5 separate regions of the Mus musculus genome follow, and all the other regions are linked to region 1. The links are chromatin contacts, called in public Micro-C and promoter capture Hi-C maps. All regions are on one chromosome and are shown on one strand. The core of a region is the stretch at or near the end of the contact, and the rest is flanking DNA. Distances in the headings are between cores, read along the strand shown.

The links. Promoter capture Hi-C pulls out the DNA fragments that hold promoters and counts their contacts. A called contact is a pair of places that touch in the nucleus more often than the background predicts.
Region 2: a promoter capture Hi-C map of embryonic stem cells shows a contact between it and region 1. The contact joins the promoter of Hoxb7 here to the promoter of Cbx4 in region 1. A contact is called at or near these places in 3 of 39 promoter capture datasets (cranial neural crest and embryonic stem cells) and 1 of 9 other capture datasets (embryonic stem cells).
Region 3: a promoter capture Hi-C map of embryonic stem cells shows a contact between it and region 1. The contact joins the promoter of Hoxb5 here to the promoter of Cbx4 in region 1. A contact is called at or near these places in 2 of 39 promoter capture datasets (both in embryonic stem cells), 1 of 484 Hi-C or Micro-C datasets (embryonic stem cells) and 1 of 9 other capture datasets (embryonic stem cells).
Region 4: a contact with region 1 is called in a promoter capture Hi-C map of embryonic stem cells. The contact joins the promoter of Hoxb2 here to the promoter of Cbx4 in region 1. A contact is called at or near these places in 3 of 39 promoter capture datasets (cranial neural crest and embryonic stem cells), 2 of 484 Hi-C or Micro-C datasets (both in embryonic stem cells), 1 of 115 datasets of contacts at active chromatin or transcription factors (embryonic stem cells) and 1 of 9 other capture datasets (embryonic stem cells).
Region 5: a Micro-C map of embryonic stem cells shows a contact between it and region 1, with 6 times the contacts expected there. The contact joins the promoter of Hoxb13 here to the promoter of Cbx4 in region 1. A contact is called at or near these places in 1 of 39 promoter capture datasets (cranial neural crest) and 1 of 484 Hi-C or Micro-C datasets (embryonic stem cells).

The regions. Positions count from the first base shown.
Region 1 is chr11:119,084,940-119,088,656 of GRCm38.p6, reverse strand. It overlaps Cbx4 (chromobox 4), which reads left to right and starts at 2,420. Exons shown (of 5, transcript NM_007625.2): 1 at 2,420-2,708; 2 at 2,857-2,900. The coding sequence starts at 2,640.
Region 2 is chr11:96,284,776-96,288,381 of GRCm38.p6, reverse strand. It overlaps Hoxb7 (homeobox B7), which reads right to left and starts at 1,736. Exons shown (of 2, transcript NM_010460.2): 1 at 1,255-1,736. The coding sequence starts at 1,654. It overlaps Hoxb8 (homeobox B8), which reads right to left. Exons shown (of 2, transcript NM_010461.2): 2 at 3,057-3,606.
Region 3 is chr11:96,302,243-96,305,749 of GRCm38.p6, reverse strand. Hoxb5 (homeobox B5) reads right to left here and starts at 2,238. Exons shown (of 2, transcript NM_008268.2): 1 at 1,575-2,238; 2 at 1-860. The coding sequence starts at 2,136. The coding sequence ends at 613. The region is part of intron 1 of Hoxb5os (homeobox B5 and homeobox B6, opposite strand); the gene reads left to right.
Region 4 is chr11:96,350,255-96,354,215 of GRCm38.p6, reverse strand. It overlaps Hoxb2 (homeobox B2), which reads right to left and starts at 2,584. Exons shown (of 2, transcript NM_134032.2): 1 at 2,021-2,584; 2 at 200-1,266. The coding sequence starts at 2,405. The coding sequence ends at 587. It overlaps Hoxb3os (homeobox B3 and homeobox B2, opposite strand), which reads left to right and starts at 822. Exons shown (of 4, transcript NR_155303.1): 1 at 822-1,156.
Region 5 is chr11:96,191,907-96,195,881 of GRCm38.p6, reverse strand. Hoxb13 (homeobox B13) reads right to left here and starts at 1,566. Exons shown (of 2, transcript NM_008267.4): 1 at 836-1,566. The coding sequence starts at 1,439.

The sequences.
Region 1 (3,717 bases), core at 1,171-3,670:
CTCGGTGCACCTAATTCCTTTCAGTGGCCCCTAAGGTCCAAATCTGGGCCCCTGAGGGCCCGGACCCAGCGAACCAAGCTGTCTGCAATACAGCCCAACGCCCCTGGTGGCGGGTAGGTTGTAACGGCTGCCTGCCCTCCCCTGAGCCAGGATTCTGGATAATGCAGGAAACACCCAGAGTAAACAGATTTTCCTGGGGATTTTTGAGTAAAGAGACCGGCATTGTCGGGAAGCTCAGCTTCCCAGGCTGAGGGACTGGCCTACACAAAGTTGCTCCAGACCTTCTAAATGACCGGATGACCTGAGCGGCTGAGGGTGAATGGGTGCTGTTGGACGGCAGATCGTCACCTCATGACCTACAGGACCCTTCTTTTTTTGACTGAACTGTCCCACAACAGTTTCTCAACTTGAGTACAGTTAGGCACCGTGTTTGTGTGTGTGTGTGTGTGTGTGTGTGTGTGTGTGTGTGTGTATAAAACATCCAAATATAGTAGGGGTGGCCCTTTTCTAGTGCCCCTCCAGCCCCAAGAGTTGGGGTGACGGTAGTCACCCACATCCCATCTTGCGATTCTCCCCTCCTTGGAGACTCTTAGATTTGGGCCTTATGATAGTCAGAGACCAGCCGTTGCACACTGAGTACTCTCTTGTCTCCAGAAGAGGACCCCTTCCACCTCAACACTCTAAGGAGTAAATTCTGAGAGAGCTGCCGCTAAGCAACAGCGGAAGCCACAGTGTTGCAAAGTGGAGGTGCGTGGAGTCAGCGTGTGTGTGCAACATCAAACTAACCGTCTGAAGACTTTTACTGGATGCCTGGGAAAACACAAGCCCTGGCAGGCTTTTGGGGGTTCACTTCTGCACCTGGCCCTTCGCAAGTCATCACAACATAGTCCTCACCAGGCACCCTGAGACGCAATAAAAGCAGGGACAGAGACTCGGACGTCTCCTTGCCCTCCCCCTCCGTCGACCCACTCTCCTCTTTTGCGCTTTTTCTGTCTCTGTGGACGCTCAGCCAAGGGATTGCGCAAGCTTCCTGCTCCACGTTCTTCAGGAGCCCTGAGCTGGGGCCCCGGACGCACCACAGGCAAGGCACACCCTTACCCTCCCACTTAGAATGGCATGTTCTCTGTCAAGTCTACCCACTGCGACCCCACGGATCTCCCAGGCCCACTGTGGCGCCCTCGGAAGGCCGCGTCTGGCGCAGCAGCTCCCCCAGCCGGACGCTGGCGCTGAATACCCCTGAACGTGCGGGGCTGGCCGGCTCCGAGGTGCTAAACTTCACACTCCAGGGCTCCAAAGGCCGCGTCAGCAGGGCTTGGCTGTCAGAGACCAGAGGACGGGAATTCAGGAAGACACTGTGGCTCCTTGGCCATTTCCCCTCCCCTTCTCGCAGTCCACTCATCCACCAACCCTCCGCCTCAACATCTACTTGGTCCTCCCCACTCTTACTTTTGAGGCTCTTCCATGAAGCCCCACGAAGTCCCCTTGGACCCCCCAGACTCATTCACCCCCATATTCATTCTCTCTCTCTCTCTCTCTCTCTCTCTCTCTCTCTCTCTCTCTCTCCCCCTCTCTCTCTCTCGCTCTCTCTCTCTCTCTCTCTCTCTTCTCCCAGCATCTCAGACTAAGCAAGAGGCCTTGCTTAGAAACTGCCCCTTCCCCGCGAATGAGTGAACCAAGTGTAAATTAGAAGCCGTTCAGAATCTTGGGTGGCATCGGATTCAGAGCCCCTTTCTGCTGAGGTTCTTGAGTGCTAAATGCCCCGTGGCCAGCTGTTTCTTTGTCCCTGTCTTCGCCTCTCCGTGCTCCTCCACTTGTCCAAGTCCTCAGTCTTCTGGCTCTTTCTCTCCCCACCTCGCGGCCTAAATGCCCAGAGACTGGCGGGGCGGGGCGGTGGGCACCGAGGGTGGGGTCCTGAACTGCCCCCGCCTCCATTCCGCCCCCTGCCGGAAAGTCCCCTGTGCTTCCAGAGCTCTGCTGGACAGATGTAGTTGGGAGCAACTGTAAAGTGCAGCGGGTGCTTCCGTGGCCCCCAGCAGGGATCCCCGGGCCTTGCACAAGCAGAAACAGAGGCCGAGGGTGGGGACGGGAGAGTCCCAAGTGTCCGGCTGCGGATCAGAGTGGGCCCGGTCGAGGTGCCCACCCTGGCCGCCTAGGCAGAGACACCTCTATTCCGCGGCCCCAGCTCACTTTCCCGGCTCTCAGATCCCTCCCCTGCACCTCCCCGCGCCCTCCTCCTCCCCAGCCTCCTCCCGCGCCCTCCTCCTTCCCTGCTGCCCAGACCGGGGGCCTCGGGTAGGCCGGGCTGCGCCAATCCGAGGCGCGTCCCGCCTCCTGACGCCGAGCTGGGCCCTGCGAGGCCCCGCCCGCTGACGTCCGGGATTTGCATGAGTTCTCGTGCCGCGGCGGCCCGGGCTCAGTTGTCTGAGCGAGCGAGCGAGCGAGCGAGCGCGAGCTGAGAGCCGGCGGGTGCAGGCAGCGGCGGCGGCGGCGGCGGCCAGGCTGTTGAGGGGCGAGTGGCGGCGGCGGGGGCCGGGCGCGTGGCGAGGTCCACGCGCAGGATCGTATCGGGGCGCCGGCGGGAGCTAGCTGTGTCTGCAGCCGCGCCGGCCGCTTGCGCCCCTGAGCGCTCGGGTTCGGCCATGGAGCTGCCAGCTGTTGGCGAGCACGTCTTCGCGGTGGAGAGCATCGAAAAGAAGCGGATACGCAAGGTAGGGGTGGCGCGCGGGTGGCGGCGCCGAGGCGCGGGAGCGGCGGCGGGAGCAGCGAGCGAGAGGCGCGGAGGGGGTGGGGAGGCTGCGGGCCGGAGCCGGGGATCCCGCGGAAGCTGATGGAGTGCTGTCTCTTCCCCCCCTACAGGGCAGAGTGGAGTATCTGGTGAAATGGAGAGGCTGGTCCCCCAAGTAAGTGGCGGCGGGGGCCGGGTGCCTCGGCACCAAGCGCCCTGGCCAGCAGACCCGTGGAGCTGGTGGGGTGGTGGGGGAGCGGACGGGAGGCGGGGTGGAGGTGGGGTGGAGAGAGGAGGGGGTGGGGAAGTCGGTGGCAGGCACTGGGAAGCGGAGCAGCCGAGCCCGAGCCGGGCGCCCTGTGTTGTGCTCCGCTCTCCGGGAAATGCCATCACTAATTTATGCGCTAAAAGGAGCCGGAGGAGCTGGAGAGACGCGGGGCCGAGCCCGGGAGGCCGGCGGAGGGAGGGAGGGCGCAGGCACTGACTGATGTGCAGCAGAAAATGGCTCCTTTCCCCTTTCCCTCCACCGAACGGCTCCATATTGCAAAACCAAAAAAAAAAAAAAAAATTTTTTTTAAAAGCGACGAAAATGCAATTGTATGCGTCCTCCCTCCTGGTGGTGCAGGGTAGGGAAGAAAAAAGACAGAAAATGTTGGGAACTGTCACTGCAGCTCTTTCGATGGGGAATTTTTTTTTTAATTTGAAATGCGAAGGCACCGGATGGAGACAGGCGCAGGCACACACACACACACACACACACACACACACACACTCGGAGAGGGAGAGGGAGAGGGAAAGAGAGGCATATTTTTGTACTGCTGAGTATTTGGGGTTTGCTTGCCAGTGACAGCGGTCTCCTGGGCCTTGAGGGGGGCGCTGAGCTGTGAGTTACCGGATTAGGGGTCCAATGCAGACCAGCTGAAGCCCTACTGGAGACTTGGGCTGGGGATAGGGAGGGGGACTGCGACTTTGCTTTTGGGCTGCTTTGCACG
Region 2 (3,606 bases), core at 487-2,986, about 23 Mb after region 1:
AGGAGACTGGGGAGATGCTGGTATCCGCCCTCTTGGGAAGGAGACAGGAGAGGGGAGAGAGGCTAAGGACCTTAATTTCAAGTCAGCTATAAGCCAAGCTGAAATATTTACGAGGTGGGGGGGGGGAGGGACTTTGATAAACCAACTGGAAGGTCAGTTCAATTACAGGGTAGGTAACAGGAACCGTGAAGAACAATAGTCAAGAAATGGTTTCCTCGTGGCCCCCAAGCCCATGAGTATAGGAGTCTCTGGCCCGGTTGGGTCTTCTGAGCCTTGGAGTTGGCTCCCAAGCCCACCTGCCTCGGGGAAATGTAAAAGGTGTGCGAGGAAGCTGTGAAGGAGACCTGAGGGAAGAAAACCTATGGTTCTTAAAGCATCGTGCACTCCCTAAATCTTGATTTGGTTCTGAAGAGTCCTAGCCCTCCCCAAGAGGAGAGTCATCTTTCTGGAGTGATACCACCAAACTTGGCTGTTCCTCAGGGGCCCACAGAGCCCTTGGAAAGACACCTGGAAAAAAAAAATAACAAACAACCTATGCTCTCCTGGGGAGCTGACGGGCCTTCTAAGTCCATCAGGAGGTGGGGGTCAGTAGACTCATCGCTCTGGGTCTCAGACTAACTCCTTCACCACTCTTTGACTCTGTGTCCCTGTCTGGGTCCTCATCTCTTCTGTTTCCTCTCCCCCATCCCACCAGGCCTCTAGAGCCCACCTCTAATTGTCCTGATGGGAATAATGGGGGAGCGGGGTTGGCTAGAAAGGAAGGGGGAGGGGAGAATCGCTTAGCGCCATGGCCCCCTCCTCCATATCTTGCCCAAGCTAGGGCTGGGGGGACACACCCAGAACTGAGCTCTCAGGCAGGGAAGGGGGGAGAGAGAAGAGAAAGACCCTAATGGCTATTCTCTGCAAACCCCAGCCTTTCTAGGCAAGACAAACGGCCTCGTCTCCAGCCCGTGCCGGCGCTGCTGATAAATATTTAAAGCTAAAAGGCCGGGAGGAAGGGTTGGGGGCGGGCTGGGGGCTTTGAGCTCTGTGGCGTCGGCAAAAAGAGATCCGCTAGGGCCTGAGAGCACTGAGCAAAACTGGGAGTGGGGGTGGCGCGCGTGGTCCCAGCCCAGACTTAAACGGCGTGGCAATGGCCGATCTGCAGCCGGGAATAACCTGGACACAGAGAAGGGTGCCCTGGCCGGAAGGGAGCCCTTCTGGGGACCGTGGCCCGGACACTGCGGCTCGGGACCGCTCAGAGCGCGGCTTTACCTGAGCTTCGCATCCAGGGGTAGATCCGGAAGTTACTCTCGGCCGCCAAGTCCGAGTCCCTCTGCTCCTTGGCGCCAGCCGCCTTGGCGGGGTCGCCCGGACACACCCCGGAGAGGTTCTGCTCAAAGGGCGCGCAGTGCATGTTGAAGGAACTCGGTTCGAGCCCGTAGCCGGCCGCATAGACGCCAGCCGCGCTCTGGCCCGCCATGGCCCCCCCGCCGGAGTACAGACCCTGCACCGAGGCGGAGAAAGGAGCGCCCGGACCTGCTCCATAGCCCGGGCGCTGGGGGTTGGAAGCAAAGGCGCAAGAAGTTTGTTCGGGGAAGGCTCCTGGAGCGAAAACCGAACTTGCGGCTGGATATTTAGAAAATAAAGCATTCGCATAATACAATGAACTCATAATTTGGCCGGATGATTTGTAGTCGGGGACGTTTTAGTGTCGGTTTTACGAGATTCCTTGATATATTACAGAATTAGAGTCCAGATTTACACCAAAAGGACCCCCTTTTTCCTCTTCTGACCACGTGACCCCGGCCCACGTGATATCCCCTCGGCCAATGGTATGACGGCCTCCCGGAGGCTCCCAGTAATGTGGAAAAAATTGTGTGGCGTTGGATTTATAAAATATGATCAATAATGAATGGGAAGGCCGAGCTCTGCGGATTGGGGCTGGGGGCTTAAGGGCCGCTGTCGACCCCCGCGGGCTGGAGGCAGCTTGCAGGCGAGATTTGGGGAAGAAGGAATTGAGTGGAAGAGAAAATAAATAACCTCTGAGGGAACCGTGTTGTCATCCCCCACCCATTTCCCCCAGCCGGTTACAGAGCGAGAGAGACGCAGGGATTGAATGTTCGCAACTTGGTGGGTGGGTGCTGGCCGAATATTTATTAATTTGGGTTAATTCATCCGAGCTGCTGCTCTTCTCCCAAGAGGAGGCGAGCCTGGCCTCCCGGTTGTCTTAGTGCCCCAGTTGTAGTAACTAGATGTGACCAAGGCGTCCCTAAGGCAGAGATCCAACCCAATAAGGCGTTGGACGCTGAGATTTCTGATGACAATAAAAAGATATACAAAATTTAAAAAGAATGGAATGGGGGCTGGGAGAAAAAGGAAGGGAGGAAGGAGGCTTGGGTCCGGCTCGCTGCTTTCCCGGTTCCGGAAGGCGGATGCCTCACTCACTGGAGCGTGGCTGCCAGGAAGGCAGAAGCAACGAAGGAAGGAAGGCTGCGGCAAGCCGAGGCCTAGAAACTGGGAGAAAGTGACGACGTCCCAGAGAGGGGAGGTAGGGAGGAACCGCTTCCCTCTGCTCCTGTTTCCCCAACCTGAGTCCAAGGAAAAAATGGAAATAGAAACTCAGAAGTCTTGCGCTGCATCTTTCTCACCCCCCCGTACCCCCCCCCCCAAACACACACACACACACACACACACACACACACACACACACACACACACGGAAACAAAGAGAAAAGCGGCGGGGGACACTAGCCACCAGCCTGGGTAGATCTCTTCCCAAGAGCGGCCTGGGCGCTGGAGTCTCCCTGGTCCTTCAGCCTCAGAATGCAAGGGGAGGGGGTTTCTCTTGGCTCCCCTCCCTCGATCCTCTCTCCTCCAATCACGTTCAGCCGCCTCCCTCACCCCCTGCGCCCCTGGGCCCAGGGACTCGCACCACCTGCTTCCAGCCCCCGCCCCCGCCCCCTCCTCTCAGCGACCTAGCCTAGGCCAGCCCAGGAGCCTGCTGACCAGCTCCCCCCCACCCCCAGCCCTGCAAGGCGCCTAGGAGCGAATGAGGAGCGGCGGCCCGGGCCAGTCTCGGGTTCTCGCTTGTAAACTTTATTGTAACTCTTCCGCCCTTTTCAGGCGCAGACAACAGAACAAAGTATAGAGGAACAACAAAATATATAATTAGCCCTCCCTCCCCCCCATAAAGCAATTCACAGATACAGGATACATTCTCTTCACAGTAAACCTAAGAACACTTTTAACAATGCTCACAGCGCGCATGCTAACTAAAGTAATCTCTTTTGAGAAACACTTAAGACAAAATTGTCAAACCAAAGGGGGTGGGGGTGGGGGGACAGGAGGAAAAGAGAGAAGCAAGAGAGAAAGCCAGCTAGGGAGGGCAGCGGGGAGAGGGGGTTGCGAGGAAAGATGGGGACGCGGTGAGAGAAAGAGAGCGAGAGAAAGAGAGAAAGTGAGCGGGAGACAGAAAGAATTACGGCGTGAATAGGCAGTTTCATGTTGTTGGGAAAACTTAGCAGAAATCGGTACCTCGGTCATTACAAAGAAGCACGTTCAAAGGAAACAGACCATTGCACAAGGAGGCTTTTTTACATGGGGCGGGGGCGAGGGGGTTCTGCC
Region 3 (3,507 bases), core at 989-3,488, about 23 Mb after region 1:
TCCCTAGCTCCCTTCCCACCCCAAGGAACAAGCTACCTGAGCCTAGGGAGTGGGGGCTGGGTGGGGCTGAAGAAGGATGAGGTGGGAGAAAAGAGACACAGACAGTGGGCTCCATTTCCCAGGCCAGCTCAGCTGGGCCCAGCACTACCCAACCTCAACTGCTGCCCCTTATGGAAGTTTCCAGCAGAAACTCAAAATACAGCCATCATCCTTTTATAAATAAGTTAGAACACAGACGGGGAGGGGAAGTCACATTAAACATGCGAATTTCTTTTTCTTTTCTTTTTCCTGGGGAAAGGAGCGCAACCACAGACACGAGGACATTCAGAAACACTGGCAACTTGGGGGGGGGCGAGCCAAGAGAAGTGGGGAGCACGGAGGGGGAAATAATAATAATAATTATTATTAACAATAATAACAAGATAACCAGTCCAGGAGAGAGGGAGCCATGGGAAGACCTAAGACCAAACGAAAAATTGTAACACAGGACTGGGGTGTGACAGGCTCGTGGGAACTGGTCCCCAGCGGGCAGCGGCAGTGCAGGGAAGATTGGAAGGGTCGAGCTGGGGTTGGTGCGGGCTCTCGGGCCGCCCAGGGCTCCTCCGGATGGGCTCAAGGTTGGAAGGCGCTGCCGGCTGTAGCCAGACTCATACTTTTCAGTTTGTTGTCTTTCTTCCACTTCATGCGACGGTTCTGGAACCAGATTTTGATCTGACGCTCGGACAGGCAAAGCGCGTGGGCGATCTCGATACGTCGCCGCCGGGTCAGGTAGCGATTGAAGTGGAATTCCTTTTCCAGCTCCAGGGTCTGGTAGCGAGTATAGGCGGTCCGGGCCCTTTTTCCGTCTGGCCCAGTCATATCTAGAGCAGTTAGAGGAGAGCCCCGAGGCAACGTTATTCCGGTTAAAGGAGGGGGCACTGAGTGGGAGGGGGCGGGGAGCAGGACCCAGGCGTCCCCAGCACCCAGCTCACCGCAGCTCCCATCCTCCTCACCCCAGATGCCTGCATCCAGCCTCTATTTCTTCATACCCCCCCTTCTCCAGCAGCCCCCACTTCTGATGGTAGTGAATGCTCCCGGCTTTGTCTCTGGCTCCTTCCCAGTGCCTCACCCTAGGCTGGGTTCAGGCGGCAGCTCGCCCGGGAGGGAAGAGAGCCACTGCACTTTTGCCCTAGAAAGCTCCGTTTATAGCCCATTCCCCCTTTGCTAGCAGCAGTCTCAAAATTTCTGTAATAATCAGGACCCTTCCTCACAATACACAAATCCCATCTTTCATCCTAAAGCCGGTGACTGGCTAGGTAAACAAAACCTAAGCTGAACGTGGCAACAAACTGGCCTTTTTTTTTTTTTTTTAAATGCCTACGCCCAGAAAACAACACTGTTTGGCTCTATCTATGGAGCTGTGGGGACCCTTTCTGACACTTTTCCCTCTTGATGGCAAAAAAAAAGAAAGAAAGAAAAAGAAAAAAAGAAAAGAAAAAAGGGATCTATATTTGAGGCAAAGCCAAGCTTTGCTCGCCCCCACCCCCAACACAGGGCAGGAATGCGGAGAGGACAAAAAAGAGATGGAGAATTACCGTGGCTGATGTGAAGCTTCCTCATCCAGGGGAATATCTGTGGAGTCTGCCCCTCGGGCGCGGCCGTAGAGGTGGCCATGGGCTCTGGCTGTGCTCGAGCCAAGCTGGGGCTGCTTAGCTGGCTCGCCGCTTCCTCGGGCTCAGAGGACGCGCTGGCCTCGTCTATTTCGGTGAAATTGGCGCTGGAGCTGGCTGGGGTCGCCTGGTCGGAAGGGGACGAAGCAGAGGGCTTGGCGCCGTGGCTGTCGCCGTTAGTGCAGGGCAGGGACTCGGGCGAGGACAGGGAGCAGCTGGACGTCGCCTGCCTGAAGCGGGGTTCCTGGGCGGACGCGGGGAAGGCGCGCGAGCTCTCGCCCACCGCCCCAAAGTGGCTGGAGGAGGCCGAGGAGCGGTTGACGCTGAGATCCATCCCATTGTAATTGTAGCCGTAAGAGCCGGTGTGCATGGCAGCGGGATCCCTGTAAGAGCCGCTCAGAGAGCTGCCACTGCCATAATTTAGCAACTGATAGTCCGGGCCATTTGGATAACGCCCCGAGAAGGAGTTTACAAAGTACGAGCTCATTTGGGTGATTTTGGAGGGCTTGATTTGTGGATCGTGGTCGTTATAACCCTGTGCTTCACGATTTATGATGTATTAATGAATTATAGCGATGCACTGTACTTCGTTTTGCTATGTATGCGGCCAAATATGGGGGGGGTTAGAAGGGGGATGGGGGGGCGTTAGGGAATCACGTGCTTTTGTTGACCAGTCGTAAATTCTCACTGATGACCTCAAGAGGTAATTCATGCTCTATGGTTACAAATAATGACGATCGGAGAATCGTTAGGGCCGATTCAATGCGAGCCTCCGAGAGGGGGGGAGAAAGTGAGAAGGGGGAAAAACAGGGAGAAGGTTGACGTTGGCCTCTGAGCAGAGCGCGCCACCTCCCGGCGATTGACGGGAGCGCGGGCCGCAGGCCGCCATGGCGGCTTCGGCAACCTCTTTGCTGGCTCTGTGCAACCGCCAAGCCAAGAAAGAAACCCGGCCCGCAGCTCACTCACAGGCTTGAACCTTTAGGAAGATGGATTTGAGTCTTTTGCCTACTTCGTTAGGGTGCGGCTATCCCCTCTATTTGTGGCCTCTCTGACATTATCATCACCATTATTATTTTAACTCTGGGTAATATAATCAAAATGAAGTTGCTTGATCTTCCCTCCTTAGGCTTTGCCAGTCCCCAACTTGGGTAAGGAAATGGGGGGAAGGATTATAAGTTGTGTGTGAAAAACAATTATAAGAATTTTGTTAGCTCAGCCAGGTCTGCTTCTTGGCTAGGCTTCAGCGGCGGGTCCACAACACGAGAGAGAGCCGCAGGACTAGGCTGGAGGGAGGCTGGAAAAGGCAGGGAAGCTCTTCGTTCTCCTGGGCCCCTGGGAAGTTTGGATTTTTCCTTCTGACCTCTCATCCTTAGCCTAGGCCTAGGAACCGAGGTAAACAGGGACCCTAGAAGAGAAAGATGGTCGGTCGGCCAAAGACTAGAGAGACAACCGTCTGAGCGGTTAAGGTTTGGTGGTAACTCTTCTGCGGGAGTTTGGGGTTTAAACAGATCCCCTTTAACAAGCTCGCCAGATGCCAGCTATCTCATTCAGAGACCAAATCCAAAGCCTTGTGTTGCTGGTGGCCAATAATTGGAGAATTTGCTCATGGCCTTACCGCCTTCCCTGGGAAGGTGTTCGGAAGACCGGCGGCCCCTTGCTGAGCTCGCTGGGCGGCCAGAGATCTCCGCAGCTGGGCCCCTTCTGCCAGACGGCTATTTTCTTTAAAAATAAAAAAAGGAGGGGGGAGAGGGAGAAGGAAGAAAAGAAAACGGGGCCTGAAGCTTGCTGCTCGGGTGTGGGTGGCAGTAAAGAGAAAATGAGCCATTTTGGGTTGAGAAGGTGAGACTAAAGGCGCCAT
Region 4 (3,961 bases), core at 1,335-3,834, about 23 Mb after region 1:
CTGGTGTCTTGGACAAAGAAATAGTCACCAAGCAGGGCCCCTTTTGTACCACCCGGACTTTGTCAGCCTGGGAGATGGGACCATGCCTTCCCTTGGGTCGCTTGAGCCAGAGCTAAACCAACTTCAAGCGGAGAGTGGGAAAGCAAAGACTGGCCGTAGGGACTTGGCAAAAAGAGCTAGATCCCAACACAAACACTCGTTTTCATATTATAAAGACATTTATTTACGCTATGAAAATAATGTACAATAAATACTTTCCCCCTTTCCTATTATTAAACAATTTTAATAAATAATCTACAATCTAAAACTTAAAAAAGAGGAAAATAGGTCCCTCTAGTTCTTTGTAAGAAAACCCTCTCCCACTAGAGTTTAATTATTCCTGAGATTTCGTTGGAAGGAGTTTTACCAAGTGGAATTTTTTGTGTGTGGTTTTAAAAAGCGAAAAGGAGTGAATGAAACGCTAATTCGTTACTATCTGGATTTTAACAAAACGGCATAAATGTATCCACGAGTGGAGAAGGCCCGATTCCCCCCGCCCCCAACAGCCAAGGAGGACCAGACGGAAAGGACCAAAGATGGAAAACAGTTAGGGAAACTGCAAGTCGATGGCACAGAGCGTGCTGGTGAAGAAGTCCAGCTCTTCCTCGGAAAAGGGCACGGGGCTATCGAGAGAACCCTGCAGGCTGGGTGAAAGGCCTCCGGACATCTGGAGACAGGAGTCTGCAGCGAAGAAATTGAGGTCCGGTAGAAAAGGCGAATCCTGCCGCTCGGGGCAGGCGTCTTCGGGTAGGGGCTCGCTCTGCCGGCCTCCGGCTCTGAGCATTGTGCAGCCGGGGCTCGATGCGCCCACACTCTCCAGGGTGGTGGCAGGCAGCGCTGACGGCGGTGCGCCCCGGGGTCCCTGCGCGGCCTCGGCGGGGTGGAAGCAGGCTTCCCGCAGCCGGTGAGTCGCGACGTCGCCCGGGCTGACCGTGGGTTCCTCGGCTGGCTCTCCCGCGTCGTCCTGGGCGCTCGGCCCGCCTGGTTCTCCCTCGGGCGGCTCTCGATGCTGCGTCTGCCGCTTGTGTTTCATGCGTCGGTTCTGGAACCAGACTTTGACCTGCCTTTCGGTGAGGTCCAGCAAGGCAGCGATCTCGACGCGACGCGGCCGGCACAGGTACTTATTGAAGTGGAACTCCTTCTCCAGCTCCAGCAGTTGCGTGTTGGTGTAGGCCGTGCGCAGTCTGCGGGAGCCGCTGCCGCCGCATTCTGGCAATCCGGGGCCATCTGCGAGGGAAGCACCCCTATGTTATCAGAGAGGTCTCAACGCAGCCTCCGTTTAGCTGAGATCGGGAGCACCCCTTTGGCTTAAAAGACTCTCAGCAGTCCTACTCGGGCTCCCACCCCACCCCCACAGCGCTTCTTTCTGTGTCTTTGGGGTTTTTTTTAGTGCTCTTCCACGTAGGCAGACCCGGCCCGGGTCAAGTCGGTGCCTTCAGAGCCGCCCACGGGCCACGTAGGGGGCGGGGAGCAATTTCTCTTAGCTCCCAGGACCTCAGAGTCTCCCTCCCCCAAGTCCTCCCAATGGACCCCTCAATTCAGAACTTTCCAACTCAACCTGGGGAGAGAGGGATCATAGATTGTTCTTCACCCCTTTCCTTCCTAGCTTTTGAATTCCCTCTTCTTCCCTAGCTTTAGGAGAGCTAGAGGCATCGCATCTTTTCCAGGCTCCAGATTCAATCCCAGACACGCTTCATTCCTCTACACAGAAACCGGGGAAACCCTTCAATCGAATCATTTTTTTCTAAGCACATTTAAAAAAAAAAAAAAAAAAAAAGCATCCTCCCCACCCTCAATCAGCTTCCAAAATTTTCTGGGGGTGGGGAAGCTAACAGTGGCTAGGCCTGAACCCCAGCGGGATACTCTGCTTCCCTCGCCCCAGATCCGTCGACCTAGGGAACCCCACCAGGAGCCCCATCACCTCACATTCTCCCCTTCTCTTCCAACTGCCCCTCACCCCGCCCCTAATACGTTTACCCACCTGATGGTGATCCGACCTCGGAGGCCCGGACCGAGGAGGCGGCTGGAGAAGGGGATGCGGCGGATTGGCTGGGTTTCTTGGTGGATTTCTTCTCTTTCATCCAGGGGAACTCGGGGGCTGGGGGGGCAACGGGGAGTGGCGGCGGTGACCGCAGAGCAGGCCCATCTCCGGCTTGCTTTTGGCTCCCTGGTCTCTGAAGGGTGGAGGCGCCGAGCTGGAGGCTGGGGAAGGTTTGCTCCAGAGGAGGAGGAGGAGGAATTAATGTCGACTCCTTGATTGATGAAGTTTGAAATGTCTCCAAGACAGCGGGGAAGGAAGTCAGACACTCGGCGAGCGATGGCTGGCTGTTTATAAACCCAATCTCCCTCTCAAATTCAAAATTCATGGCTTTCAATGGTGGGGGAGGGGGCCTGCTGGGGGGGGCGTCAGGAGGGAGAATCAGAGGGACCCCCCTCTCCCGCCCCCCCCAGGTTTATGCAATGGAGCAATTTCGCGGGGGGGGGGAGATTTCGCTCTCTCTCTTTTTTTTTTAAATTTAGGCCTTTATAATTGTATATTGCTGATAAATACAAGCGTATGGGGACTCTCTCTATTAAACCCAGGACTCCGCCGAAATTGCAGGGAATTCATGGTCACGGGACCGGTCTCCGCCAATCGCTAGTCTAGGCCTAGTGGAAAACACAGGCATTATTTGCTTTAATTGATTCAAAAACTCCAGAGGACCACGACCTGGATACCATGAGGCTTCCTCCTCTACCCCTGTTCCTTCATCAGTACCCTACACTCTCCCTAATGGCTCTCTTTTCCCAGAAAAGCCAAAAGAACCTCTTCCTTCCCTTCAGAGACTGTGTGGTGGTGGCAAACAACCACATTTAAGGGAGAAATGGAGTGAGTTAATATGCTTTCTTTATGTGGCCCTCAGTAGCCTCTTACCCTACCACCACCTCAGCCCCCAAAAGAAAAGAAAAAAAAATCTCATTTAGGGGGAAGTGGGAGTAGAAAGAGGCTTCCATACCTTGGGGGAAATCAGAAAGGAGATGGATAAAGGACAGCACTAAACACCAGCAGCAGCGGCAGCCCACCCACCCTCAGAAAGCAGTAGTTCACACTTAAGAAATGCACAGAGCTGGCACGCAGCAGGGACATAGATTCCAGGAGCACTTTGGGACATGGGCCTACCTCCCTTGCTATGTGCCCTGGATTCTAGTCTCTGCTCAGAATTTACAAGCAGTTTCTTATGTCCACTTGCCTTCCTGTTGGGGTCATCTGTACTCACACTGTGACACCCCAACCCTGGCAATAGGAGGGTCTAAGAAGGTCTAAGGTGACAGATGTATTCACAGGCCCCCAGGTGTATCTGTGTCTCTATCCAGGGCACCAAAGTAGCCATCCACTTAACTTTCAAAGCTAAAGTCAGTGCACAGTCGCCCTCTGGACAAAGGGATTTCCCCCTCTGTATTTGCCTTTGGGCTACTTTTAAAATCCCTGGTAAGAAAACATTTCCTAAAGATGGTGGGGGAGAGGGGGCTGGGGATAATGACCACCACTGAGATTATATTCTGCTTTGGGCCTCCAGAGAGAAAAAAAAATGTAATGTATTCTATGGTGAGGCACCTATGATGGGCTCAATTTTAGAATATTGTGATTTACTAGAGGAAGGAGGCAAAAAACAACAAAAAAAAAAAAAAAAAAAAAAAAAACCAAAAACAAAAAAACCTCAGAGCCACAAGCAAATTGGTGGGAAACTAGGCCTCAAAGCTGAAAATGAAAAGTCGGCTGGGGGAAGATTTTTAAATAAGTGGGTCAGAGGGACCAAGAGGAGATGAGGCGATCAATCTTAGCCCCCTGACAGCTCCCTCCGATTGCATCAAAGAATTTGGCTCTTTGGGAAAGCAGAGGGAACAACCTAAATTGCATATCCCTTAAAAAGGCCTGAGGGAG
Region 5 (3,975 bases), core at 317-2,816, about 23 Mb after region 1:
GGCTACGTCATCCTGCAGGCGCTTCCTGATCATCCTATGTGTGGGCCCGGCTCCCTCAAAGCACACAGCCCTAGATTCTGCCTGATTCTCTGATAGCCACTCACTCAGCCTCTGCTCCTACTGGCCACCCCCACCATCACTGACCTCACACCAGGAGTCTGCAAACACACCCACCCTGTCAGGTTTTTGTCCACAATCACACAATCCACTTTCACATGCGTGTTCGGATTCAGCCACTCCTCCAAACTGGCAAATTATGTACATGAGAAAACAGGGTTCTGTTCCCTACCCAACACACACATACACACACAAACACCATGCACACACACTTACACGCACACTCACGAACACACCCTTCAATACACCCTCAGTCAAAGAAAACCTAAATTTTCCTTTCGAAATTGACCTAAAAAAAGGAAAGGGTTATATTCTCGAGGAAACACCCAATATCTCCGATCCCACCTCTCAATGCCACTCTCGAGACCACTGGATTATGTCATTTGGCCTTTGGGCAGAATTAGTCTGGGATTGTGCTGGGTAGGGACTCTTTGCCCCCAATCAACAGCAGAGATCCAAGGTTCTCCCGACATATTCAAAGACTGGTCCTAGAGCCTCCTGGAGAAGTCAGGAAGGCTAGCACCCTGCTGAGGCCCCTTATTCTGACCCTCTGAGGCCCTCTTGTTGCCTGGACCCTCCCTCACAGTCCTAGTAAATAACCCAGGAACCCTAGGCCCCTCCTCATCAGCCCGAAGTTTCCCTTCCTCTCCTCTTCCTCCTTCCCAGCAAGTGCCAGCGTAGCCCATGCTGAGCCAAGGGGAGCCAGAGTAGAACTTACCTGCAAACGCTGCTTTCCAGAATGGACCTGGTGGGTTCTGTTCACCTTGGCAACACATCTGGCTGTTCCAGCCACCGGCCAGGGCCCAGGGCTGGTAACTGTCCACGGGAAGCAGAGAATCGTGGCGAGGCTCTCCGGGGGCTCCCAGGGTCTGCACCACAGACACATCCAGGTAACTGGCCATAGGCTGGTATGGTCCCGGGTAGCCCGGATAGAAGGCAAACTCGGTGGGACGGCTGGGATACTCCTCCCCAGGTGCAGGAGTTTCCGAAGGGTAGGTAGCCAGGGCGGCCGTCTGGGCACAGGGTTTCAGGGAGCTCCTGGATACTCGGCAAGAGTAGTACCCGCCTCCAAAGTAGCCATAAGGCACAGGAGCTGGAGATGCCCCCTGAGGCACCCCAGGACAAGGGTGGCACTGCTTTGGTGGCTCTGCAGAGCCTGGCAGATCCAGGGGGGCATAGTTGACAGTTGGCATCAGCGTTGGAGCCGCGGGATGGCTAGCCAGTGGGGAGGAGTGGGAGACTAGATTCCGACCCCCTCCAGCTCCCAGCAAGCCTTCGATATCCTTGGCCCCGTCCAAGGTGGCATAATTGCCGGGCTCCATGGAGCCAATGATCGGCTCATGGGGAGCCGAGGGTGAGGGTTCTAGGGGGCAGCAAGCTGTCTCTCCCCACCCAGGCCCAGGGAATCCTAAGCGTTTTAAATCGCTCCCAGCTCGAACGGCGCCTGCATTCGCCTGGCTGGGCCGTCTTGACGCAAGAGACGCAAGAGCCCGGGCATGAGCGCTGATTGGCTGTGGCCTGGGGGAGAGAGGCTCATAAAATCCTCCCGCAGAAATTGCAGGGGGAGAAGGGACGGGGAGCCCGGCTCCGCCTCCTCTCTTCCCTTCTCTTCCTCTCCGCCTGTCTCTTTTTCTTTTTGTATGTGTGTCTCTGTCTTTATCTGTATGTGTTCTGTGTCTCTGTCTCTATATGTGTCTCTGCTTCTGCCTGCTGTCTCGGGTCTCTGCCTGCGCTCTCTCTCTCTCTCTCTCTCTCTCTCTCTCTTCCTGGCTCCCAGTCTTCTGCGCTTTGGCAGGTTTAACGAGAGAATAAAAAGCTCTCCCAATAAAGTGTCCATCTCCTGGGGATGAGGGGAGTCGGGGGAAGGGCTGGGAGGCCACTTCGGGCTGCCTCAAAGGAGAACCCGGGAATGCTTCTGAGATGGGAATGAGAACTGTAGGCGTCAGGGAGCTCTGTGCTTGGAGGCTGGGTACTAGCCACCGTAGCTCATTGTAGATATCCTTTCTGTCCCTAATACACTGCGCCCAGGCAAGTGCCTTCCAGGTCTGTCCCCCAAGGACCCTGCCTAGTCACAACACTGAAAGCCCGGAGGCCCCAATGGGGATGAGGCGGAGCCAAGGGGCGGGGGACACGAAGGAACGTTGAAAACGTGCAGTGCTTGGCTCAGGGAACGCAGTGTCCGGATCTGAAGGGGAAATAGAGCCAATGTCTGGGAAGGGGGTCTGGATTTCCGTTTAAGGGTGGAGAAAGAGACCAAGAGACACAGGCGTACAGGGGCTTTACTTGAAGGAATAGACTCGGTGTGGAAAAGGAAGGCTGGCGGGGGGGGGGGGGGTAGGCAGAGAGGGAGGAGAAAGGAAGAGAGGAAAAAAGGGAGAGGGAGAGAGGGAGAGGTTGAAACATCACAAATGGGAAGGGGGGGTCAAGATTGTATCCCTTTTTCTGGAATCTGCAGTCTGGGGGAGCCAAGGCTGGTTTCGTGGCCATCCCCACCTGTGGGGATCCTGGGTCCCAAGATTGCAGGAGCTTGGTCTGTGTGGGGGCCTTTCTGCTCTTTGGTGCCGCTCTCTAGGCCGGAAAGTCCAGGAACCGAACCCTGGCCCCAGCACACTTCCACAGGACTGAGGGACTAGAAAGCTCAGGACCCCCTAGCTGCCTCTTTAAATTTCCTTGGAAGTTAAAGAGGAGGAGAGAGAGAGTGAACTACCCCAACTGCTAGAATTGTCCGAGGCCCTCTGTTGGGGCCTATTGTGCTGTAGATTCAAATGGCTTGTTTCACAAATCTGCCCTTAAAGTTGGTTTGTTTTTTGTTTTTTGTTTCTTTCCTGTATCACTTTCACATGAAATCCCTTTGTGTCTTCTAGTTTTCTCTCAGGTTTCCCCTCACCCCGGCAGAAAATTTGAACTTTTCTATTCTACATCAAGAGTTTGTTTGTAATAAAGAATCGAACCCCTTGAGCTGAGTCCGGCTCAGCCAAAGCCTAAACTTGAACTTGAGTCACTTTGTGGGAAAGGGCCTATGAAAGCCAGAATGGAGGCCTGTAGTATACTGTGTATCACTCCCAACAGACATTGTTAATAACTGACATGAAGCACAAACATCCCCTCTGATTTTTATCACATTTGAAAACATAGAGAAAGGAAAAAAGAGGAAGGTGTCTGTTCACTGCTTCCCAAAGCCCAATCCAGGTTGTTGTTCACCCAATCATGAAGGGCAGAAACACCAGGATTTCCCCCCTAAAGATTTCGAACTTCCCAGTTCTTAGGTTTCTGTAGACACAGATGCCTGTATGCTGGGATGTAGAGATACAGTGGCATTCACCTTTGATTCCAGCACCAGGGAGGCAGAGGCAGGCCTTTTCAGACCTAGCTTGCTCTACAGACAGAGTTTCAGGACAGCCAGGGCTGCACAGAGAAACCCTGTCTTTGGTGGGGAGGAAAGATGTGTGTAAGTTTATTAATGCTGATACAGCATGAGTGGCCTTTACTTTTTTAAAAAAAAAATCAAAATCATTTGACAAAACAACACTTCTGGGTATAAGGGAAATTTTTACATCCATCGTGGGGTATGTTCTAACACTTTCTTTTTTAGATTACTGAAACTGCATAGATATCCAGAAGATTTGCATGGCCCCTGGGATATATGACATGCAAATTCTCACAGCATTTTATGCCACACACTGGCCTCAAGCTCCCTTTGTAGCTGAAGGTATCTCTGAAATTCTGATCTTCCTGCATCTCCCTCCCAAGAGCTGCTGGCATGATAGAAACAACTTAGTCTTTTCTTTCTCTCTTTCCTCTCAGAACTCAGAATTGAACCCAGAGCATCACACGTGCTAGATAAATATTCTACCAATG